Linked DNA regions of Mus musculus: region 1 is linked to region 2. Evidence: chromatin contacts called from public promoter capture Hi-C data. All regions are on one chromosome and are shown on one strand. Each heading gives the region's core, a stretch centred on a gene start, on an enhancer-like site or on the middle of the called end of the contact. The rest is flanking DNA. Distances are from core to core; before and after follow the strand shown.

Region 1 (3,235 bases), core at 567-3,066, 1.9 Mb after region 2:
GAGCTCAACACGGTGTTCCAACAAAGTTTTTTTTAGAAACTACTGTTTACTTATTTTTGTGAACAGATGTATGTAGCCCAGGCTGGCCTCACGTTTGCCATCTTTCTGTCCCATCCTCCCAGTGCCAGCGTTGTAAGCGTGTGCCCCCGTGCCTGGCTCCAATGCATATTCTTGACATCCTCAAGATATCCCACTGTGTCATTCACTCATGTGTGCCCCTGTGTCCTCCTAGACTGTACAGGGCACCTTAATACCAGCGTCCTGAAACTCTAGTCATATGCTCTATCACCTCTAGATTCCCCTTAACCTCACACGGCTCTTTTGGGGACACCCTTATCTCTGACTGCTAGCTCTTAAGTCATGCATTCTTGATACCCCAGTGTTCATAGAGTCTTCCTCCAACTCTCCGAACACCCTGGCCAGATGTTAGCTCCACTCCCTAAAGTTCCGTCTTTTCCATCTCTTCTACCCAGGCAGGCTTGCTGTAATACCATTCCTGAGTAAAGCCTCCCTAACAGCCAGAGTCCCGGGATAGGCCATTCCCTTTAACCTCTGTATTAGAGCCTGACCCCAGCAGTGCACCCCCAGATTAGCTCTGCGTAAGTATCCCTAGGACTGCCCATGTCTGTCCCAGCCCCTCAGATGCCAGCTGAAGCTCCCACAATGTAGTAGCCCTTTATGTCTTAAAATGCAGCATAGGCCCTGTCTCCTCCCAAAGAACTGGACACACACACACACACACACACACACACACACACACACACACGGCGGGCCAATAGTCTTGTCCCCAGAACCTATAGATTACCACTCCTGAGGGCCTGCTGACCCTTGTCCCCTGACCAGCTACGGATGCCCGCTGACTTTTCACACACTCCCAAACTCTGGATATCCATTTACCATTATCAACTGATTCCCGCAGCCCAGGCCTCCTCAACGGCCCATCACCTCGCTGCTGGTGGAACCACGGAGCCTGCTGGTGCTCCGGGGCACAGCTTACACACGCCTGCTCCACGGCATCTCAGCTACCCGTGTGGATGAGCTGGACGCCACCTCGCTGCCACCCAATGCCACCGCTTGCAAGTCAGCGCTGCCCGGAGCCCACCTGGTGCGCGGCACCCGTGTCTCACTGACCATTCGCCGCGTGCCCCGTGTGCTGCGCGCCAGCCTCCTGCTGAGCAAGTGACCACCAGGTTCTAAGACCTTGGAACCCTAGGGCAGAGGTAGCTGTCCAGGGTTATTTATTTCCCCAGTAACTATGGAAACCATGGAGAAGACACCATTCCAAATAAACAGAAAATACCTTTACTCGTTTTGGATTTTTTTTTTTTTAACTAGATGGGAAGAGATACTTCAGTTTCTTTCTCTCTGCCCCCCCCTCCCCCTTCAATACTGGAGATAGAACCTAGGGCTTCTTGGATGCTAGACAAATGCTGTACCACTAAACTACAACCCAGGCAACAATTGCATTATTTTTTAGTTTTGCAATAGGGCTTCCATAAGTTGCCTAGGCTGGCCTTGAACTTGAGACCAGCTTGCCTGAGGTGACAGGCTTTAGCTGCCAGGTGCTGGGACTTTTTTTCAGTATCCTTATACCTGAGACTTTAAATGAATGGGACGGGCCCTGAGACACAGGTGTCCCTGAAGGTGACAGGATCCAAGGTCTTGAGATGGGTGACGTTTTCTCTCAAAGCCCCACGATGGCGAGCGGGTGGTATTGGAAGGTTTAGGTTCTCCTGCTGGGGAGGAAGGAGTTAAATGCCTCCGCACCTCAGCCAGGCATCAGATTTCTCTAGTCCAGGTTCTTCCAGGAAGGGGTGGAGCTAGGCTGGCCCCTGGGCCCCTCAGTAGCCTCGGACTTAGGCTGTGAGTCCTGCTGAGAAAGCATGGGGGTCTGGACTGTCTAAGAAAGCGGCTGCTGTTACTGGACATCCTCACCTGACGATCCCCAAGTGCACGGCCATGGCCCTGGTTCCACCTCTTGGCCGTGAATTCCCGCCAGAGCCTGTGAATTGTCCCCTGGCAGCTCCTAGAGAGCTGGATGTTGTCGGAGGGACCATCTGCCCTGCACCTGAGGAAGAGACAAGCAGGTGGGGACTGGGGCTTGATAGTGGTTCCGAAGGAGGGAGGGAGGGAGGGAGGGGTCTGTGGGAAGGGCCATGTGTGACTGACTGAAGAAGGACATGGAGAAAAGTGGGCATATGGTGAGGTGGAAAAGGAGACACTGTGCCTCACAGGTGGCCCATCAACCTTTCTCCTCTCTAGGCCAGAGCAGGTCCAGGCCTCCTTGGGCCTGCCTGAGCATTGCATGGGTGAACTGAAGAGCACTGAGTCTGCCACCAGCCCCTCAAGACTCCCCCTGGCCTCTTCCCATGAGCATCAAGACGGGGGCAAGCCCTGTGAGGTGAGCTGAGCACACCCTCTGTTCCAGTCCCACTTCCTGTCTGTCCCCCGGAATCTGCCCCTTGCTCAGATGATATGATTCTGGGGGGTGCTGTGGAGGAAGGGACACCGTAAGGACATCTGGTTGCCAATCAGTATTTCACTTATTTTTAATCGTTTTGTGTATTTACTCTGTGTGCCTAAGTGTGAGCAGGGATACAGGCACATCATGCGTGCCGGTGCCAGTGTCTCTCAGTCACTTTCCACTATGTGACAGAGTCTCCCATTGAACCTGGCTAGGGTGGCTGGTGAGTGAGCGCCACGAATCTGCCTCCAGTCACTGACCAGCCGGTGCCACATGCTTGGTTCTTTGAGCACTTGCTTGTACAGCAAACATTTTATCAACTGAGCCATCTCCCCGGTTCCCCCGACCTCCTTATTTGAGATATGCTTTCACTGTGTAGCTCAGGCTGCCCTTGAACTTTCAGTTCTCTTGCCTCAGAGAACTGGAGTTACATTTTATCATCTCCAAGCTGGACATATTTCCACGTTTTACCAAGTAGGAAATGAGAATTTTATTAATAACCCCATTCCTTTTGGGGGTACTCTGCTCCATTATCCTTCCTAGTTTAGACCCATATAAAGACCTTTCTAGAAGGCTCGGGAACCTGGAAATCTTAAATTAGATGTCTTCAGCCTTGGTGTAAAGGGCTGCCAAGTGGGAGCAGCCCAAATGTTGGTTCTCGAATGGGTGTGGCTTCAGAGAAACATCCACAAGGCAGCAGCCTGCTTGGGAGTAGGGGTAGTGTCTTGGCCCATTGGCCCTGATTTTGGTCCCCTGGAATCTCCAGCACTC
Region 2 (2,990 bases), core at 217-2,716:
CACCAGAAGAGGGCATCAGATCTCATTACAGATGGTTATGAGCCACCATGTGGTTGCTGAGATTTGAACTCAGGACCACTAGGAAAAGCAGTTAGTGCTCTTAACTGCTGAGGCAACTCTCTAGCCCCCAATCTCCCTGTAATTTTTCAGTAACCTGCTCTCGTTTGGAATTACCACTAATAGCTTCCTGGACATACCCTTTATCTAGTCATCATGGACTGAAATGACACTTAGGCCGTACTTCTGCACGGAACTTAACCAGAACGGTTTCTCTTTTTACTCTTCTCCTCCTGCCTCCCCCACTTCCATCTAGTTTTTTGGGACAGGGTTTCTCTGTGTAGCCAAGGCTGTCTTGGAACTCAAAAGATTTACCTTCCTTTGCCTCCAGAAGGCAGGAATTAAAGGCTTGCACTACCATACACAGTTAAAATTGTCATTCATGCTGGGCATGGTAGCGCACGCCTTTAATCTCAGCACTTGGGAGGCACAGGCAGGCGGATTTCTGAGTTCGAGGCCAGCCTGGTCTACAGAGTGAGTTCCAGGACAGCCAGGGCTATACAAAGAAACCCTGTCTCGAAAAACAAAAAAAAACAAACAAACAAAAATTGTCATTCATCCTCATCTCCTTTCTCTCCACAGGGTTTCACTATGTAGACCCTGGTCGGCCTGGAACTCTATAGACCAGACTGGCCTCGAGCTCAGATCCGTCCCCCTCTGCTGTCCCAGCACGGGGATTAAGAACGCGCCACCACTACAGCTGACCGGAGCTTCACTTTGGTTAGACACAAACACAACACAGCTAGTCTGTCTTCTCTTCCCGACCTACGATCTCTCCTTCAACAAACAGCCCCTCGGCGCTCGTCCCCGGAGCCCGCCCGCCCGCCAGCCAGCCCCTCTTGCTCCCCGCGCAGGGCCCATCACCTGGAGACTCTCCTTCAGTTGCGGGATGAGCATCTTGTAGCGCTGCACAGGATCGAAGTCCTGCTGCTGCTGCTGCAGGAGCCCGCTCTGGGCAGAACCCACCAACTGGGTCGGTTGTGGCTGTTGCTGGGGACCCGGACCCCCGGCAGAACCCGGGCCTGACACACCAGACGCAGAGGAAACCGCTGCAGCCTGTGGCTGGGGCGCAGCCATTTTCCTCCGCTAGAACGCCGGAAATGCGTCATAAATGCGTCTGCTCCGGTAGCTCCTCAGCTTTTTCAGTTGGCTGACCTCCTAGTTAGCCATGCCTTACCGACAGATTAGCCAATGGGAGAAGAGGATATGCATTTTTCTCCGCCCTCCCAAATCCGAGGCCATGAGTGGAATATCTTTTCGCCAATCATAAGAGGAGTTCCCCCACGGCTCCGCCCCTTCACCCACAGCTCGCCAATCACTGTGAAGGACTGACCAAACTCTATTTCCCTGAAGGCCTTGCGGCCAGGAGCGACCTGTCTAGTCTTCTGCGTCTTGGTAGCAGTCGGAGCGGGAGCTGCAAGTCTGTGTCCGACGCTGTCTGTGCTCTTACTTCAGTCACACCCGAGCCCTTCTCGTCGGCCCACTTCATCCCCTTTCCCCGCGGAGCCCGGCGTCTACGGGAGCCTGTCCTTGGATCCGGCGTCTCTCAAAGTCGGTACGCCACTCAGCGTCCGCCTGCGGCCAGCGAGGACGCCTACCGCGCCGCCGTCGCCTGGTCGCGATGGCGCCCACCATCCAGACCCAGGCCCAGAGGGAAGATGGCCACAGGTAGGTCTCCTGTCACCTGCCGCTTCATTTTGTTTTGTGAGCTGCAAGCTGGGGACTAGGCCGAGGGGGGCTGCTTGCGACATCACTGATTCCCTCAGGTCGGCCCCCGAGGTCGCGCAGCGCTCACCCCCGATGAAGGGGCGGTCCCCCCTGGGCTCTGCGGTCGCTTCCTGGTCCCCTGCTATTCAATTTCGGAATTGCACCTTGCGGGAGGGAGTCAGACCTCAGTCTCCTTCAGTGAAGCTTCTGGATTGCTCTCCTCAGGGGATTGAGCATCTGGCTTCATGCTTTATCACCATCATCACCATCACTCCTTCAGAAATTCGGGGGCCGGCCTTTCCACTCACATGGCCAACTCTTGACATCTCTCTCTCTCTCTCTCTCTCTCTCTCTCTCTCTTCTCCCCGAAACCAGGCCCAATTCCCACCGGACCTTGCCTGAGAGGTAAGCTCCCAGCTCCGTTTTCCAGGAGGGGTGGAACACGAACAGGGGAGGCGGTTAGGGGGCCTTTTTTGTGCTTTGGAGAATCTCATAAAGTGGCCCAGACTGGTCTTTGTGCCCCAGTCTCATGGGTGCCGGGATTGCAGCCTTATGTGCCCAGCAGCACAGGCCTAGGGTTGTGTGTGTGTGTGTGTGTGTGTGTGTGTGTGTGTGTTTAAATTGTACACACCTTAGCTCTGAGTGGCAGTCTAAAGACATTTCCTTAGGCTGGACAGCAGGCACTTTCACCTGCTGAGGTATCTTGTCAGCTTGAGGCAGGGTTTGTTTGTATGTAAGTACACTGTAGCAGTCTTCAGACACCCCAGAAGAGGGCATCAGATTTCATTGCAGATGGTTGTGAGCCACCATGTGGTTGCTGGGATTTGAACTCAGGACCTTAACTGCTGAGCCATCTCTCCAGCCCGTTTGTTTTTTAAAGATTTATTATATGTGAGTACACTGTAGCTGTTTTCAGACACCCCAGAAGAGGGGGTCACATCTTGTTATGGATGGTTGTGAGCAACGATGTGGTTGCTGGGATTTGAACTCAGGACCTTTGGAAGCCGCAATCAGTGCGCTTTTTTTTTTTTTAAAGATTTATTTATTATTATATATAAGTACACTGTAGCTGTCTTCAGACACAACAGAAAAGGGCGTCAGATCTCATTACGGGTGGTTGTGAGCCACCAGGTGGTTGTTGGGATTTGAACTCAGGACCTTCAGAAGAGCAGTCAGTGCTCTTAACCGCTGAGCCATCTCACCAGCTCTTCGAGCCTGTTTTTTAA

Evidence for each region. Promoter capture Hi-C pulls out the DNA fragments that hold promoters and counts their contacts.
Region 1: a contact with region 2 is called in a promoter capture Hi-C map of liver, with 3 times the contacts expected there. The contact joins the promoter of Syne4 here to the promoter of Paf1 in region 2. A contact is called at or near these places in 2 of 39 promoter capture datasets (both in liver), 2 of 484 Hi-C or Micro-C datasets (B cells and CD8 T cells) and 4 of 115 datasets of contacts at active chromatin or transcription factors (astrocytes, bone marrow-derived dendritic cells, regulatory T cell precursor and 1 more).

Annotation. Positions count from the first base shown.
Region 1 is chr7:30,313,000-30,316,234 of GRCm38.p6, forward strand. Syne4 (spectrin repeat containing, nuclear envelope family member 4) reads left to right here and starts at 1,817. Exons shown (of 8, transcript NM_153577.2): 1 at 1,817-2,087; 2 at 2,263-2,401; 3 at 3,231-3,235. The coding sequence starts at 1,960. It overlaps Alkbh6 (alkB homolog 6), which reads left to right. Exons shown (of 7, transcript NM_198027.3): 7 at 920-1,304. The coding sequence ends at 1,183.
Region 2 is chr7:28,391,530-28,394,519 of GRCm38.p6, forward strand. It overlaps Paf1 (Paf1, RNA polymerase II complex component), which reads left to right and starts at 1,467. Exons shown (of 14, transcript NM_019458.3): 1 at 1,467-1,725; 2 at 2,140-2,169. The coding sequence starts at 1,679. It overlaps Med29 (mediator complex subunit 29), which reads right to left and starts at 1,161. Exons shown (of 4, transcript NM_026042.3): 1 at 922-1,161. The coding sequence starts at 1,134.